6 separate regions of the Mus musculus genome follow, and regions 1, 3, 4, 5 and 6 are each linked to region 2. Evidence: chromatin contacts called from public Hi-C and HiChIP or PLAC-seq data. All regions are on one chromosome and are shown on one strand. The core of a region is the stretch at or near the end of the contact, and the rest is flanking DNA. Distances in the headings are between cores, read along the strand shown.

Region 1 (2,700 bases), core at 197-2,696, 370 kb before region 2:
GCAATGTGTGTCCTCTTTTCTGGAACAATGAAAATATTGTGTTAAGGAGAAAATCTACCAGCACTCAGGAAACAGAGGCAGGCAGAGCTTTGTAAGCTGGAGGCCAGCCTGGTCTACAAATTGAGTTCCAGGACAGCCAGGGCTCTGTTACACTGTCTCAGGGCCTGTTACCCTGCCCCCCCCCAAAGAAAATCTATTTTGCAAACATCATTATAGATTATAAATATGCCCTTTTGATATTAATAGATTTCACCTTCACTTTTATAGTTATGTTTGTACTTCTTGTGTGAATTTCAGCTTGCCGCTTCTAGGAGGACTGTTGTACAAACCACCCAAAACTAAGGGTTCTCCGTGTGTGTTTTATTCCTTTCTTTTTCTTTTTCTTTTTCTTTTTCTTTTTTTTAATTTAAAGGGTAAAGTCCGTGTGGCACAGGTCAATGCGTTCAAAAGCATATCCTAAGAAAGTGGAAAATTCTTAACAGTTTTAAAATTGGTTTTAAGAAAAATTTGTGCGTGTCAGGAGTTATTTGGGTTACCCCTTGCCCCCACGCATCCCCCCCCCCAAAAAAAAAAACTACGGCCCACAGTTGAAGCCAAAATTCTCAGATTCGATCTTTTATATTTTGCTATATCCCTCCGCCTCGAGTTTTTGACGGCGGCAGTTTCCACAGTGCTTCCACGTGTGTTTTTTGTCCTTTTTTTCTTTTAAGGGAGGTAATTATTTACCAAGTGAGATTAGTAGGCTTCTGAAACGTTCTGAAAGAGAGGAGCCACATTTGGACTTTGTACGACTCTTGTGTGGGGTGGGGAAGGATTCTTTTCTTGGGGGCAAGGATTCCATTTTTGAGTCTGTGAGGGGCGTGCGAGGGTTTTCCTTCGCTGAGAGGACTTCCTTCGCTCAGACGAGTCCTCCGTGCCGTGGGAGGAGGTCGTGTCGCGGCGGGAGAGAAGAGTGTCCCTCACAGGTAGCCTGTGCGTGGGGCTGCTCTGGAGCTCAGGGTTGGCTCCCTTGTGGGCCAGAGCTTTGGGTAGCAGCTTCGTCCAACCACTGGGACGTCAAAGGGATACCACAACTCGCGTGATCCGAGTAAGTACAGGGAACACGCCATTTGCTAAGATGGGGGCTGCCTAAAACCTCTGGGTTGAGGCCATTTCCTGTCAACCAAGGCTTGCCAAGCACACCAGTTCCTGCTTCTGGTGTCTACTTGGGAAAGGACGGTAGCCATTTTCCCCGTTCTTCCCCCCGCAGTAGGATCCCCGCGGCTGGTGAGTAGACGGGGGGCGGTGAGGCGGGACGCAGGGAGGCGCCGTATGACGAGGTCAGCCGTGGACTCAGCGCCATGGCCTACTCTCGGGAGGCTGAGGCGGGGGCCCTTCCGGCCGCCGTTCCCTTCCGCTCGCCTCAGGTGCAGCGCGGATCCCTCCGCCGCAGCGTGCGCTGCCGGCAGCGCGGCGCTCGGCTTTCCGGCAGTACCCGGATGGAGGGGTAATGGCCGCCATCTGGGACTCGCAGGCAATGGGGACCACGGCAGGTATTCCCTGTGTGCGGAGCCGCCAAGACCAGTTAGGATGTCGGGACGCACAGAGAGACGGCAAGGGGCCAAGGGCGAAATCGTGGGGTGCTAGGGTTCCCCCCAAATGGTCTTGGGGGGGATCCGCCTCTTGCGCTAGGAAGCTCATGTTAAATAGTCCCGTCCATTCAGCGCTTCCGGCCAACTTGCCGCAAAGTTTTCTAGAGAAGTCCTTGGTTTCTAACCCGGGGCTCTTGCTAGCTCTTAGGGCTGGTCATTGTCGTCTCGGCTTGGGCTGGTTGTAAGTTTGTCCCTAAGAACTCCCCCACGGTCTCAGAGCCTAGGACTTGGGCGCGCGCGCACGGCGCGGCGACAGTGTACATCCGCGCGCCCGAGGGGCAGCGGAACTCCGGGGAAAGGGGCGGATCGGGCGCGGCGTTTTGGGGGCGATGCGGGGGCGTTTGGCGCGCGAAGCCATCGCTCGTCGGGTTCCGCGCCCGGTGGAGACGGGCTGGGCAGCCCTCAGTCCGCACCCCTCGAGCTGTAGGTTCGCGGGCCCGCCTCGACGGCATCCCTACTATGGGCCCAGTCTATGGCTATTGGGGGTTCTTCCTTGCAGAGACTCCCCGCTCTCTTGGCGCACGCACTGCGCGCCCTCAGAGTTGGGCAAGAAAGTGGTCCTCTTGTAGACTGCCCCCACCACCACCACACCCAGTGGCATATGGATTTCTTTGTCACGGGCTTTTTTTTTTTTTTTCCCCACTTGTAGGGTCCATCTTGAATCTGTTCTTAACATGGTGTCCTCTTTGTTAAGTGGGTAGTATCTTGAGTTAGATGGCTTTGGTAACTCAAAAGTATTGGGTCTGAATGCATAGATGATGTGATTTAACTCTTATCTAGACCAATGGAACAGATGCAACTTCAAAGTTTAGAAAACAAAAGTTAAGGGTCAGTTTTCGCTTCAGGTTTAAATTTGGGTTATTTTAGTTTTTGTAAATTATTTTTTTCAAAAGTCTTGAAAATGGGGAAAGGGGTCAGTTTTTGAGGAATTCATGAGAATGTTGAACTGTCTGTGATTATCTCAGGGATGTAATGTAAAAACAACTCACAGCGTGGTTAATTTGAAAGTCTGGTTTTCTTAAGGCACATTTTACTAATAATAATTGAATTGCTTTTTTTCCCAGCAAAA
Region 2 (2,700 bases), core at 65-2,564:
CTAGCAGTGACTGAAAATACAACAGCCTAATTTAGAGTTTTTAATTGGCTAATCAAAACAAAGTTTTGTTCACTACAAACAAAATCTAACGTCTGCCCCTTAAAAGCAGCGTACTCCCATTTTGTCACCGATCAGCTACAGCCAAACGTTCTCCACATATTTTAAATTTAGTAAATACACAACTACTCGGGCAAAAAAAAAAAAATCACAATACAGATAAAAACCTTGAAACAATCTCCAATTTGCCAAGCAATCTTCTAGGTTTATCAGACTTTCCACACTTCCCCGCGTCTACCATTCTGAATAAAAAAATAAATAAGTGAATTCCACAGCGTTACAGCTCTAGGTGAAAGTCACTCCAAGAGTCATTAATAGGCGAGCTTTGATGTGAAGATACAATTAAATAAACCGCCAATCAACTTCAGGCCAAAAGCAAAAGTGAGTGGGGGTGTGGCCTGAGGGCTGGGTGACACAAGGGCAGAGCTGTCCCAGTTAGGGACCGACCACCCGAACAGGGCGTCCTCTGGGCACTCACGGAGCGCGGAGAAAGTTGCAAGGGAGTCCTGGGGACCGAGTGCGTGCAGGGTGAAGACGTGTCCGCGTGTAAACCGTTCACACCTCCACTTCCCTAAAGCTGTCCCCACCCCACGGTTTAAATCCGGTTCGGGCGAGAGGGAGAGAGAAGGGTAGGAAGAGGCCGGAGCCCTGCGCGAAGCGATGGGTATTTCCTGGTTGGCAAGCGCCTGGATCACCACGCATCCATCCTCCGCCGTGCTGTGTGCACAGCGTCCAGTTTCCCGGGTCCAGAGCCCGCTCCGGGCCGATCCCCGGGCAGCAGCCCCGAGAGGCGGAGCTGCGGAGCAAGGCCCAGGCAGCCCCGAGTGCTCGGAAATGCCTCCTCCCAGCTCCCGCGGATCCGGCCCCGCCATGCCCGACCGGAAGGAGCGCTCGGGCGGCCGCGGGGCTGCACCGGGCCCCCCGGGCCTTCGGACCACGCCGGGTCTGGCGGGGCGGCAGGCTTGGGAGCGGGGCTGGGGCGGGGGCGGCCGCGCGGCTCGCTTCGCCTCACCGTGTGTTCGTGCTCGTCAGACCGAGCCCGGGGCAGCAGCAGCAACAACAACGCGGCGGCCGCCGCCACGCCAGGAGCGCCCGGCAGCGGCCTCATCCTCCGCGCTCCCACAGGCCGGGCGCCGGCCCACCGACTCCTCCTCCGCCGCCGCCGCCGATTCACATCCACCGGGCGCGGACAGACGCACGGGGCCCGGGCACAGCCGCTGCCTCCGCCGCCGTCACCGCCCGCTCCGCGCCGCCCCCGCCCCCCGGCCTCCGAGCCTCTTCCTCTGACTCAGCCACGTCATCCGGCCACCCCGGCACACGCCGGAAGTCCTCCCGACGCGGGGCCGCAACCGTCGCCGGCCGTGGGGCGCCGGCGCGCGCAGGCCGCGGGGTTGAAGGGTTCCGAGTCGCCGCTGCTGTGCTGCTTGCTCAGCCTCGGCCTGGACCTGGGCCTGGGCCCTTGCGCGCCCGGCTGCGGGCGGGCTGGGGTGACATCGGCTCAGGCGCCTAGCTCGCCACGGCGTGCGTGAACACCCCTTCCCTCTAACCTCGGGCTCCGCAAGCTTCTTTATGGACGATGATTATTAAACTTGGACAGGGTCGGTTGGGTGTTTAAACATCACCGTGTACTGTTTATAGACTTCTATGCAATCAAGAGATCTGGGCTAAGTTGACATTCTTGTTCATCTGCCTACGTATTGTTTTTCTCAGCCTCAATCATAAATGTGTCCGGAAGTTCCTCAGCACTCCAATCACTTGATCTCATATTCTGTATCTGAGCCGGTAGTAATAAGGAGCTAAGTTTGGTATCTTACTCTTGTAAGCCCCAGCATTCGGGAAGCTGGACTGATTGTTGTTTATTGCATACTTGCTTGGGTTACAGCGTGAGACAAAAGAAGAAAAGAAAACAAAACGAAATAATCGGGTCATAGCGGTGCAGGCATGTAATCCCGGCACCAGGACCGCAGAGGCAGAATTGCAGAAAGATTGGAGCCAACCTTATCTACAGGCTCAGTACCAAGCCTGCCAGGCTACGTAGCAAGGCCCCATCTCAAACCAAAACGTACTACGGACTCAGAAATGATCAGAAGGACACTTCTCTAAATGTGGGACTTAGAGGAAGATTGTCTCATCCATCCGTATCAGGCAGGTTTTGGTATTTGGTCGTGTAATACCTCACAGCCAATATTCTATACCACCATACTGTGCAGAAGTCTGAAGAAGACCCCACTACCAATCTTCCTTCCCTGTCCATTCCCAAGGAGTACCAACATGATTTCCTACCAAGAAATCAAATTATGTCTTTTTTGTCCAAAACACATCTTGAATAGTTAGAACTCATAGTGGAATCATCAGTAATGGTTTCATCTGCCAGGCACTCTGATACTCACACAGACCCTATGCAACAGGTACCTTTAGTGTGTCCACTTACAGAAAAGTGACAGATGCACAGGTTGGGTGACTTGCTGAAAGACTAGACCCAGTTTGCTTCTTTAGTTTGTTAACTGCTAATGTATTACCAACCAGACAGCTCTTTAAAAGGTGAATTAGATGTGCTCTCATTGGCATGACATATCCAAGAAGCACTTACAAATGGAAAAGTCTGCTACCATTTTAAATGGTAGCATGCTAGTTTGCCTGTAG
Region 3 (2,700 bases), core at 181-2,680, 270 kb before region 2:
TACTCCAATCCTCTTCTCCACTTCGTGGCCCCCTTATTATTTCTACGATGTCTGCTCTACCCTTCCCTTCCGTGAGATGCACAGCAGAAGATGGAGGGTGCCTGTGGGACCTTCTAACTTCCATGTTAAAGGCTCTGTGGCTCTCCTGGGTATCCTCTATAAAATGGCTGACCAGCTGATGCTGCCCGCTGGTCTGGACCCCTTAGTACCTCTCAGTCTGCCTCTTACCAAACCCCTCAGAGTGAGAAGACCCATGTGCCACCGTGAAAGACTGTCCTTCTATCAACTCCATGTCTTTTCTTGTCATTTGTCTCAGACTCTCCAGTGCTCCATCCCTTAAGTATGACCTCATGAAAGTCCAAAGTTCTAGCCTGCACATGGAATATAACACACCCTTAAACGTTTGAAAGTTCCAGCCTCTGAGAGTCATCAGCCCCACTTCAGAAGACAATGCTCTTCAAACTCAAAAACTGGGAAGTCATCTTTGCATGGTCTCTTGACGTATGTATGCCTTAGGCCACTGCTGGCTTATTCTTTCTTAGTATATATTTCTTTAAATTGCCAAAGCTGTTTTTTAAAATGGTTATTGTTATTATCAGTATGTGTGTGTGTATGTGTGTGTGAAATGTGTGTGGGCATGATGTGTCAGGGCATGCATGTGCCAGGCTGGCAGTGACTGTGGAGTCCAAGGACAGCTTTGTGGAGTTGCTTCTCTTTCCGTTTTTTATCTGGGTTGTGGGCATGGAACTTAGATCATCAGACCTGCACATTCAGCACTTTATCCAGTGAGCCATCTGACATTCTAAAATAGATAGTCATGAGGGTACTGGAGAGACGCGTAGTTCCCCCAATAAACTTAGGGTGAACACCCACAAAACAAACAAGAGTCAGTAAGCGACAGTGACTACAAACGCTCTTCACACCATGGATGAGCCCCTCCTCAGACTCAGAAAGCTGGCTGTTGCTAGCATGTGGGCCATCAAATTTTCTATCTTCTTGCCTTCCCAGAGCTTCACTCTTTGTCCCATCCCTGGCAAAAACCAGCCAAAGCAGGTTCCTTCACTCCTCCTACACGTTTCTTTAAAAAGCTGATCTACTTCCCTATAGCCATTGCTAACCGATTGGCACTGGTCAAGTATCCCAAGGTTTTGGTGCCTCTGAGCGCTGGAGGAGCCCTAGAGGGCAAAGAAGAGGAATAAGGCTCCGAAGGGAATCTCTTACCTCAGCTTCTGGCTGGCAGGGACAGTTATCTTATTCAGCTTGTCCATTTTCTTGAGAGAGGATGTGTCGCTGTCCAGGGGGGTGTCAGCAGCTCCTGGACTTCCTGGGGAGCAGCATGGTAAGGCTCTGGCCTCAAGAACTCAAGCCACTGGAACTGACTTCTGCGAGCAACCCACAGGCTGCTGGCAAACACCCCTGCACAGGGGAAGTAAAACTCGCTGGAGCGCATCGCCAAGTTTCATGTTTCTACGAGGTCATGTGATCCAGGGAGTCAGCCAGCCTGGCTGATTACTGTGCGTTGTGTAAACTTCGGTAGTGAAACCTTATTGGGCATGCAAATCCCTTCCAGTAGCTCTTTTATGATCAGGTGTGTTGCCAGGTTGGATAAGTTTCTGACTGAGCACTACTTCCTGTTTGTCCCAAACCTTAGGTAGTCCCTGTTTTTAGCAGATGGCCAGAGTCACCCTGCCACTTCTTAGGTACAAGGAAAAGCTGAATAATCAATTATATCTGGATGGCTCTTTGGGGGCTTTCTGCTCATTTGCATTAAGCCATGGGTTAGCCTCTTCTTCTTAAGAACTAAGACATGAAATGGACAGTTCTTGTCACCGAGGTCACAGCAGTGGTCATTTAAAATGTGATAGGTAATTCTTTGTGCAAGGTCAAGGTCACTTAGGGGTGGGGAAAGGCGACCCTATCGTATGCTGTGTGGAGTCAGGAGTTGCCTTGCTGAAAGCTTGCCATTTTCAAATAAAGACAGGATACACTCAAAAGTCAGCTGAGGACAAGCCTAGTGATTTCCCAACACATGACATCAGGCGGATGCCTCCTAACTCCCCTCCATGTCTTCCCCTCTCATCACACCCAGTGCGACATGTCAGGTGTAGGGGTATCCCAAGCACAGTGAAATCCCACACCTGCCTCTGACCCCATCTAGACAGTTCTGCTATACTCCTCGAGACAACAAAACACAAAAAACAAAAAAATGAGAGGGCGTGTTCTTTCTTCCCCTTGGACCTGAACACCCCCACCCCCACTCACCTGGCACATCCTAGTCACCTTTGTGAAAGGAGATTACGTTCTGAACATTATCAAAGGACCATCGACCTGGGTCTAAAGAATGCACGGGGGGTTGGAGGGAGACAGAGTGGAGGGATTTCAGTTATCTCTCCTGTTATAGCTTCAAGGGCCTGGCTGAGGAGAGAGTGGGAAGGAGGACCAGGCCAGAGAAGGGAGGAGAAGAGACAGAGAGCAAACCCGGATTTCTTCCCGCCCCTGCCCACCCCCACCCCCAGGTTCTTTGTTCAAAGAGGAGCTCTTCGGTCCTCCTGGTTCCTTGACTGTTCACGTTCATGCACTATATCTGAATTTGCCATTCTTCAGGATGTCCGAGAGCTGATGCCTCAGAGTGGTTGAAGGGTGAGGTCCCTTTGCAGAAGAGTAGGGCATCAGGAGAGAAATGCAGACACTTGCTTCCCG
Region 4 (2,700 bases), core at 68-2,567, 330 kb after region 2:
GGAGGGGTGTGGAACTAGAGGGTGTGTGGGAGGGATTTCTCTAACCTTGACATCTGTGAGCTTTTTCAAGGCGCTTATTTTATTGCAGCATATTAAAGTTCTTTGATATTAAAGTGTGTTTGTGTAGTCACTGCAGATGGGGAGGGGACAGTACAGCACAGTCCCCTGCCTCACTAGTGTGTGGCTGAAAGCAGACTGTCAGCCATGGGGCTGGGCACTACCCTAAACGATTAATGACCCTCTGAGCTATACCTTACTCAGGGGACGGATATAAATATAATGGAAGCATCGTGGGAGTCACTGGACGGGGCAGGAAAGGTGGATGTGCAACCTGAAGGGAGGGGACAAGCCAGCCAGCCAAGTGCTGTCCACTTCTGTGACCCCAGCAGGAATGTGACAGAAAACAAACCTCGCACTTGCCAGAACGACTTCTGCGATCTGACTTGTTGGATCTGCTGGAAGTGAGTCTGTTCAAAGTCATGGTTGACCCAGGAGACCCATGGGGAACCAATCCTGGATATTCACGGAATTGATAGTGACTGTCCAGCAACCCCGGGGTTTGCTTTAACGATGAAGTTGTAAATTTCCAATCTACAGATGTGTTTATTTAACCCAGGATTTTTTTTTTCTAGACAGGATTTCTCTGTATAGCTCTGGCTGTCCTGGAACTCACTTTGTAGACCAGGCTGGCCTTGAACTCAGAAATCCTCCTGCCTCTGCCTCCCGAGTGCTGGGACTAAAGGTGTGCGCCACCACACCCAACTTAACCCAGGATTTAAAAAAATAGTTTAAAACTATAAGTTTTTCACTCAAAAAATTGGGGTCTCTAGTTTTGTTGTGGGGGGGTGTTTTATTTTTGGTTTGTTTTTGGTTTCTGGTGTTTTGTTTGAAGCTAAGAAATTTAGGTCATGGTGAAAACCAGCTGGTACAAATAGACTGGAAAATGTTCTTCATGTGCCGTAGTCTCCAGCGGTGACTGTTTCCACTTGCCCCTGTTGGTACCTACTGCTTTAATCTGATGTGGCAATAGAAATGATGGGCCAAGTTGCGCTGACCACTGGCTTACCTCTCCCCCATACACTTGAGCCTGTGACCTACAGGGTTTCACTTGCTCTCCTCTACCATGCTCTCCAGCATGCCCTTCCTCTCCAAATTCTCAGCTATTGTGAAGGCACCAGAGTTACCATTCCCGTGCCCTTTCAAGGTGGTCATGTGCTCTTAGAATGGAGCCTTTTGACATCACTACATCCCTATGTGAGATCAGTTCATGGCTCTGGCCTCAATGGAGGAGGGCTTGGCACATCCTTCCTTTGGTGACCTATGGGGGGCGGGTCCCTGTCTTAGAAACTTAGATCCTGTTACTCATGTCATTTCCTATGTGCAGTGTTCTGGTCTGGTGTATGGGCTCCCTTTACTGGCCTGGACACACGCCCCTTCTAGGATTGATTATCTGAGAATACATGCTGCTTTCTACGGCCGCTTGGATGCTCCAAGACCCTTGGAGTCTGGTTAAATGTGTGAGTGGCTCTGTAGGCAAATGCTGAAAATATTAGTGTGACTTAAACACTTGGCAGGAAATGAGAGTAAGCCTCCCCAGTTTGTCACACACCCCTCTCCTTCCTGATGAACAAGCCTTGCCACATCAAGGTTGGCAAACATCCCAGCAGGCTGTGATGACTGTGGTCAGTGTGGTAACCCAGGGCCTTCCCACCCTGGGAAGGTCAATGCTGGTAGCAGCAGGCTCGTTTTGATGAAGAAAGAGACCAGGCAGAAAGTCCATGAATCAATGTCATGTTCACATGGAAGACAGCAGACAATACTGACATATCCTAAAACAATACTTCTGGGGAAAGGACAGGTGCAGCTCCCTCAGGGACTGTTTGAAGCCAGTTTCTAAGAGTTGACTCAAACGACTACAGAAACCCCAAACAAAAGGTCACAACCACAGAGCATCTGAAAATCAAAACAAGACACTGGAGGTTGACTTTAACATATAAAAATACTATAACAAAATGAAATACAAATATATATTAGAATCTGTAAGTATTCTGTATAAAGAGATACTTTCACGGTTAGGCTAACAGCAGGCAAAGAGAAAACAAAGATGTCCTTTCCCATTCCTTAGCATCGCCACAGGGCCCTGAGCAGTGCTGCTCACGTAACCAGCTCCTTGAGGGCTTGCCCTGCTGGGTCTCTGCTGTGCACGTCTAATGGAAATAGCCAGTGATGACCACAAAGCAAACTGAAGATCTTTACCAAAGGGGAACAGAACATGGAGATGGTTTCTCAAAGGACTGGTCTCAGAGTCACCCTCTTACCTGACCTTACAAGTCTGAGTGTGAGCAGGTGATGGGAGCCGTAGACCGGGCCCTTGGCTGGCAAGGTACTGAATAAGTCAAAGGTAAAGTTGAGCCTGGGGCTCATGGCTCTCTGAGAACCATCGAGTCAGCCTCTCAAGCTGCCATCTCAAGGCCTTGGGGGAAAGGTGACATCACCTGCCAGTCCATGCCTCTCATGCCCAGGGACCGGCTTCTCCCGGCCAATAGGGAGCGATGGTGTCTGGGGAAGGAAACTTGCACAGAGCTAAGGAGGCCAGAACACCTTTATTTCTAGAAAGAGACGTCATGCTACGTGTCTGAGCTATTCTGCCCTCTGCAGCCTGGTTCAGCTGTTTGCCAGGGTACCACAGTGACCTGGAAG
Region 5 (2,700 bases), core at 78-2,577, 320 kb after region 2:
GATCCTATTTAGTCAGGTGTCAATAATCTATATGACACAGACTAATTACGGATCTAAAATGTCATGCTTTTTCAGAGTCAGAGTGAGGAAATTCTCTACAAGACAGAATCTCTGCTCTGTTCAATTAGCAGTTGCCTAGGGGTAACCAAAGTTAGTGCAAGCGCTGTATTTGGGCTCCGTTAAAGATGCAGGGAAACTTGAGTACTGCTAAGCAAAGGTAGATCTTTAGCCAATTTAAATCAGACTGACACCATTTTTTAAAGCCAAACATGAAAAATGCAACAATATAATTAAGTACCAGGAAGTTGAGGTTAACTCTAAACATTAAATAGCTGAATGGTAAGAAATTAAAATCATCTAAATTAGATTTCTCTTTAAAACCTTTGGGGGGGTGGTAAGTAGTAATTTGGAGTCACAGCCAAAAGTAGCTTTATGGCTGTAGTTGTAAAGTTAGCTATTTAATGATAGCTGGGCAAAGGTTAGTGTTAATGTGCAGTCTCTCAGCCCCAAGGTCACTACTTACTGCCAGGTTTCTGCCTATGGATCCAAATTGCCTACAAAACAGGTCACATTCGGAGCTTTGAAACATCTACTAAGAACACATCATTTGCCATCTCCAGCAGCTACTGTCTTCCATCTTCTGTGTCCTGATGGGGGTAAATACTGATTCTCAGAGAAATAAAGGCCAAGTGGAGAGAGAGACGCGTGTTAAGTGATGGTATGATTCTGTAAAGAATTACACACCAAAATATTTTCAGAAATTCAGGGGCTGACAGGATGGTCAGTGTATCTAAGTGTTTGCCACCAAGCCTGACGGCCTGAGCTTAATCCCGGAGACCCACATGCTCACAAAATCTGACCTCTGACTTCTCCCTGTATGCTGTGGCACATGTGCACATGAGATATATATACATGATATAAACGTAATTAAAAGTCTAAGCCGGGCAGTGGTGGTGCACGCCTTTAATCCCAGCACTTGGGAGGCAGAGGCAGGTGGATTTCTGAGTTCGAGGCCAGCCTGGTCTACAGAGTGAGTTCCAGGATAGCCAGGACTATACAGAGAAACCCTGTCTCAAAAAACAAAACAAACAAACAACCCCCCCCAAAAAAGTTAAGCTGCCTGTGAGGGCACACACCTGTAATCTTAACACTGGGACAACGGAAGCTGGAGAAGGAGTAGAGCTCAAGGTTAGTCTCAGCTAGACAGAAAGTTTCAGGTCGCACTGAGAAGCAAGCAAGAACCTTGACTGCTTTTGCCAAGCACATCAGAGGCAGAGGCAGAGGCAGCCTTGCCAGTTGAGGCATTGACTGAGCCAGCTGGAGCAGTGCCACAAAGCTCACCCTGGTGGTGTGGGTGAGGGAGAGCTGGTGAGCTGACCAACACGGCTGCCACCCAGGCCCAGATTCAGGGCTTTGAGTTGGCCCACCCTAGGAACTACTGGAGCATGTGAAGGGGTCAGCCTTGCAGATCCAAAGCTGCAGGATCTCCATGACACAGTCAACAGGGTACCCGAGAGGAGCCATAGTGAGGATAGAGTATCCATAGAATAGCAGAAGACAGAGGTCTTGAACCAGACCAATGACTCACTGCAGTGAGCATTTGCAAGTAAAGATGTGTGGACAGAAGGGTTTACCGTAGGATATACTATGACTCACTGCAGCTTCTGCAATGAGGTGGTTGTTGTTGTTTTTTTCTTGGGAAAGGGGAGGTTGCAAGGATAGATGGTAGATACAAAGAGACAGGGAGATGAGTGGGACTGGGGTTGCATGGTGTGAAATTCACAAAGAATAAAAAGTTTCTTTTTAAAAAGGCAGACAGAAGCCAAAACTATTTGAACCCTGCTTTTGTGCAGACTCTCAGCATACTGCCATTCAGTCCCAGTGTGCAGGTGCAGCTAAGGTTCTGAGGGACTGTACTGTCAGAGTAGGGGTCCAGTCAGATGTCTCCTTTGCAGCTCCCATGTCCTTTACTGTAACTCTGCCACCAGTGGGAGGTGGAAAGGCAGGTGACACAGGCTGTCTGTGGTAAACCTTTCTATAAAGACATGTCCTGGCCATGAGGTCAGAGTCAAAGATGGAAGAGTAAGCCAGAAGACGTATCAATACATGTTCAACACACATGAAGCTACCGTCTGTGTTCTGTCGTGTTTCACATGCCATCAAATAATAGTCTCCTAAAGGTCCATAAGCCAGAGGGGCTGAGAAGAGTGTGTGTGTGAGATGTTGTCTCAGAATCTGGGCTCTTTTCCATGTCGGTAAAAGTTGTGCATCCAAAAGCCCAAAGCCACCGTGAGACCCCTGGCCATCCCCGCAGGCCATGTTTGTGCCCTGTCTTGAACCTAGTGTTGGCCTCTCCCTCCCTCTTAGCTTCCCAGTGTGGATTTAGCTTTCATGCAGAGCAGCTGGTGAGACTGAAATGTTTCCTGGTGATATTCTCGGATATTCTCGGGGAGCTCGGTGGTGGGCTACTGTGGGGATGCTTCTGCCTTGCATGGGTCAAAGCTGATAGCCCCTCCACTGTGAAATTTCTTTCTCTTTGTGTCCTGTTCTGGAGCACTGTTGGTGGCTCTCCAGCCAATTGTTCTTTCTGAGAAATTGTCTTAAAAGCCATTGAGTTCTCAAAGTACTTTTAAGCTGATGTCTGTAATGTCTGGAGCGTAGTATGTCTGAATGTTTGCCGTGTTCTAAACTAAAGCTAGT
Region 6 (2,700 bases), core at 40-2,539, 350 kb after region 2:
ACACATCTGTTCTGAGGCAGGGAGGAAAACAACAGACCCAGCCGTGCCAGGGATGCCTCGCAGCAGAGAGAACTCTGTCCCTCCAGCTGCAGCCTCCACTCACCTTGTAGCCACTGGGGCAGGTACACCTGTATACCTCAAGAGGGTCATTGTGGCAGGTGCCCTGGTTCTGGCATGGGCTGGACAAGCAGGGATCACACTTGGCCTGAACTGCCAGGCTGGGGGGACCTGTGGAAGCAGGGAGAACATTAGCAGAGGAAGGGCACGTGTGTAGGCATGAGGCACTACCCTGAGAGGTCCGGTCCTATGGAGGCATACCCTCCCAGGAGACATGCCTCACTGCCAGTCTGTGACGGTTGTGCTATATCTCCCAGCCCAGTCCAGCTTTCCAGCTGCAGAGCCCACTTTACTAAAGGGTCACTGGAAGCCCCTGACTCACATACAGCTGTGAGAACCGTATGAACAGGTAGGCAGGGCTCAGAAGGTGGAAACTGTACACAGTGGTAGGGTCACCCTAAGAGGCAGAGAGTAGCAAAACCATGACTGTTCACTGTCCCTGATTCTGCCTTTCACACCCTCAGAAGCAGACACTCCAGCCTGCAGCCTGCTCAGCAGAGAGGGCACTGTGAGCCCGGGCTTGGCTCTGCAGGGAGCCTATAGGGGGGTGGATCTACATGCCTTGAGGTTCTTTCTCTTGGAGTCTAAAGAGAAGAGAATCTTCTGTTACCTCTAAGCTACACAGGCTCTCCTCCAGACCTCAATCACTGGCGAGAATAGGGTAGCCTAGCAGCAATGGTACCTGGGTGCCAACCATGAGGGACACAAACGTTTTGTAAGAATGAATAGGAAAACCTGGCCACTCAACTCAGGCTCCCTGCTGAAGGCTCCTTCTAGAAGAGGTAACATATCAGTAACATATCAAGACATGCGCTTGAGTGGGAAAGCAAAAACAAAACCAAGACAAAACAAAAAAAAAATGTTTTCCACAGGACAGAGGCTGCTGGCGGGATTTCCAGGCACAGATGTGTCGTCGGTTTCTTAGCCCAGTACTGGTACGTGAGTGAACTCAGTGATCATGCATCGGCCCTTCCCTCATGTCTGTGTACCTTTCTGTTGTCATATTTCGGTTTAAAAGTACATAAAAAAAAATACAACTCAGCTCCACTCTGCCAACTAGCAAATGCCATGCACCTATTAGCATAGATCGGCTTGCTCCTAGGAGCTGCCACATTGTGGGCCCTTGGAACTATTACAGCTGTGACAGCTTCCTGCACACAGGGTGGCCTGGGCCACCTCATTAACCTACAGCTGTCAGTTTCATTTCCGATGGCAGTCTCTGAGCTTGCAGAGGGCAAGGGCCATGCCCTGGGGTCCCTAGGGTCCTCCCCTAACTCCCCCTGCAAACAAAGCTGAGCCCAGGCAGCCACTCCGCCACCTGTCTTTGCTTCACAGGGTTCTGTAGGGCCTCGGGGGAGCCTGATCTGCCAACCAGTCTGTCAATCAGTCCCTGAACAAGTATTTGTAGATGCTGGAGGCAGAGATCCTCAGCACGGGCCACCGGTCACACCCTGATTCTCTGTGCTACAAATGTCCAGAAAGCACCAGCTGGTCTCTCAGTCCCACCAGGGACAGAGGGGGCTTCAGCTGTTTGTCCGGCACAGTGCTTACCTTCAGGGAAGTCTGGGTGCCTGTATTGCCAGGAGCCTGGGAGCTTCAAAACTGCTGTTTTGATTTTTCTTACATAACCACAGGGAAGAATCTAAGCCTTCAAGGCCTGGGATTTTCCGCCTAGCTGTTTGTATGTCGGACATCAAGATGGAAGACAGCCATTCTAATCAGAAGAGTCTCAAGTATATCATCTGACTCACCTAGCAGCGGGACCCAAGGACCCGGGAGTTTCTGGAAGACCCCACCGGGGCTAGGCAAATCCTGGGGTCCCTGGCACCCACCACCCCTTCTCTCATGCCCCTGGGCTCACCTTGGCATTCAAACTTCTTGGCAGGTGTGGTGAGTAACAGTTTGCCCTCCATCTCTGGGGGTCCAGCACAGCGGGCAATGCCAGGTTCCTTGTAGCCAGTCTTCACCCAACTGGAGAGCCACCGGAGGCGGCAGTCGCAGTACAGGGGGTTGGCACCAATGGCCCTGGGACAGGCAACAGAGAAAAGCAGGCATTCCAGTTTCGGAAGCTTTTATGTCACTGAGGACGCAGGTCCCAGGTCACCCCCAAGCTCCATTTTAAACCCTTGCTGTGCCTCGTCACGAAGACAGACTTGGGGAGACTGAGTAACCAGCTTAGAGCAAAGGAAGGGGGAGATTTAGGTTCGAAACCATGCTGCCAAGGCCAGAAGCTCTATATTCAAGAGCCTCCACAGGCACTGGGGAGAGGGTAGCCAGCATCTACCCCTGACCAGAAATGGCCTCTGCTTCTGCCGTTACACATCCAGTGCTGTCATTAATCCCACATGCAAGCTTCTTCGTGAAATTTGAAGACGTGGAATTGAGCATCTCGTAGAATATGTAATTTCCCTGGGGCCACACAGCGGCAAAGAGCAGCCTCTGGGTCTAAGCCCTGAACTGCCTGACCTGGCAGCCCATCCACTTTTGTTTTCACTCTCATTTTCAGCTAAGCAAAGACCACGTGCACACACATTCTTACTTGCAAGCCTCGTTCAAACGCCACAGGTTGCTTTGAATGCTAAG

The links. Hi-C and Micro-C count contacts between places; a contact is called where the count stands out from the background. HiChIP or PLAC-seq counts read pairs in DNA pulled down with a chosen protein or histone mark.
Region 1: an H3K27ac HiChIP or PLAC-seq map of embryonic stem cells shows a contact between it and region 2, with 13 read pairs. The contact joins the promoter of Zfp518a here to the promoter of Tm9sf3 in region 2. A contact is called at or near these places in 1 of 39 promoter capture datasets (pre-B cells), 7 of 484 Hi-C or Micro-C datasets (CD4 T cells, CD8 T cells, embryonic stem cells and 2 more) and 3 of 115 datasets of contacts at active chromatin or transcription factors (bone marrow-derived macrophages, embryonic stem cells and memory CD8 T cells).
Region 3: an H3K4me3 HiChIP or PLAC-seq map of embryonic stem cells shows a contact between it and region 2, with 9 read pairs. The contact joins the promoter of Blnk here to the promoter of Tm9sf3 in region 2. A contact is called at or near these places in 1 of 484 Hi-C or Micro-C datasets (muscle stem cells) and 4 of 115 datasets of contacts at active chromatin or transcription factors (the 230-238 cell line, bone marrow-derived macrophages, embryonic stem cells and 1 more).
Region 4: a contact with region 2 is called in an HNF4G HiChIP or PLAC-seq map of pancreatic cancer cells. The contact joins the enhancer-like site here to the promoter of Tm9sf3 in region 2. A contact is called at or near these places in 2 of 39 promoter capture datasets (the HPC-7 cell line and hippocampal neurons), 1 of 15 datasets of contacts at CTCF or cohesin (the NIH/3T3 cell line), 16 of 115 datasets of contacts at active chromatin or transcription factors (the 230-238 cell line, bone marrow-derived macrophages, effector CD8 T cells and 8 more) and 3 of 9 other capture datasets (adipose tissue, embryonic stem cells and liver).
Region 5: a FOXA1 HiChIP or PLAC-seq map of pancreatic cancer cells shows a contact between it and region 2. The contact joins the enhancer-like site here to the promoter of Tm9sf3 in region 2. A contact is called at or near these places in 4 of 39 promoter capture datasets (the HPC-7 cell line, cranial neural crest, frontonasal cranial neural crest and 1 more), 1 of 15 datasets of contacts at CTCF or cohesin (the NIH/3T3 cell line), 12 of 115 datasets of contacts at active chromatin or transcription factors (bone marrow-derived dendritic cells, bone marrow-derived macrophages, embryonic stem cells and 8 more) and 3 of 9 other capture datasets (adipose tissue, liver and macrophages).
Region 6: a Hi-C map of pre-B cells shows a contact between it and region 2, with 3 times the contacts expected there. The contact joins the enhancer-like site here to the promoter of Tm9sf3 in region 2. A contact is called at or near these places in 6 of 39 promoter capture datasets (the C10 cell line, the SN4741 cell line, cranial neural crest and 3 more), 3 of 15 datasets of contacts at CTCF or cohesin (the NIH/3T3 cell line, large pre-B cells and pro-B cells), 2 of 484 Hi-C or Micro-C datasets (cortical neurons and pre-B cells), 19 of 115 datasets of contacts at active chromatin or transcription factors (the 230-238 cell line, astrocytes, bone marrow-derived dendritic cells and 9 more) and 1 of 9 other capture datasets (embryonic stem cells).

The regions. Positions count from the first base shown.
Region 1 is chr19:40,893,259-40,895,958 of GRCm38.p6, forward strand. It overlaps Zfp518a (zinc finger protein 518A), which reads left to right and starts at 1,447. Exons shown (of 5, transcript NM_028319.1): 1 at 1,447-1,532. It overlaps Mir8092 (microRNA 8092), which reads left to right and starts at 1,445; the gene lies at 1,445-1,531.
Region 2 is chr19:41,262,690-41,265,389 of GRCm38.p6, forward strand. Tm9sf3 (transmembrane 9 superfamily member 3) reads right to left here and starts at 1,315. Exons shown (of 15, transcript NM_133352.2): 1 at 1,070-1,315. The coding sequence starts at 1,165.
Region 3 is chr19:40,992,791-40,995,490 of GRCm38.p6, forward strand. It overlaps Blnk (B cell linker), which reads right to left and starts at 1,431. Exons shown (of 17, transcript NM_008528.5): 1 at 1,222-1,431. The coding sequence starts at 1,268.
Region 4 is chr19:41,596,049-41,598,748 of GRCm38.p6, forward strand. Lcor (ligand dependent nuclear receptor corepressor) reads left to right here. Exons shown (of 8, transcript NM_001370767.1): 8 at 1-113. It also overlaps a transcript of Slit1 not described here. Among named protein-coding and RNA genes, the nearest start is that of Gm52407, 6.6 kb to the right of the region's middle. Within about 2 kb of position 1,318, at least 100 of the 459 cell types and tissues checked have an H3K27ac peak or open chromatin away from gene starts, as enhancers often do. A contact at or near this core is called in bone marrow-derived macrophages, memory CD8 T cells and pancreatic cancer cells, where this site is marked.
Region 5 is chr19:41,578,149-41,580,848 of GRCm38.p6, forward strand. All of the region lies in intron 7 of Lcor (ligand dependent nuclear receptor corepressor), which reads left to right. Among named protein-coding and RNA genes, the nearest start is that of Mir8091, 9.2 kb to the right of the region's middle. Within about 2 kb of position 1,328, at least 18 of the 459 cell types and tissues checked have an H3K27ac peak or open chromatin away from gene starts, as enhancers often do. A contact at or near this core is called in liver and pancreatic cancer cells, where this site is marked.
Region 6 is chr19:41,614,687-41,617,386 of GRCm38.p6, forward strand. Slit1 (slit guidance ligand 1) reads right to left here. Exons shown (of 37, transcript NM_015748.3): 26 at 1,979-2,142; 27 at 104-228. Among named protein-coding and RNA genes, the nearest start is that of Gm52407, 12 kb to the left of the region's middle. Within about 2 kb of position 1,290, at least 44 of the 459 cell types and tissues checked have an H3K27ac peak or open chromatin away from gene starts, as enhancers often do. A contact at or near this core is called in the 230-238 cell line, pre-B cells and pro-B cells, where this site is marked.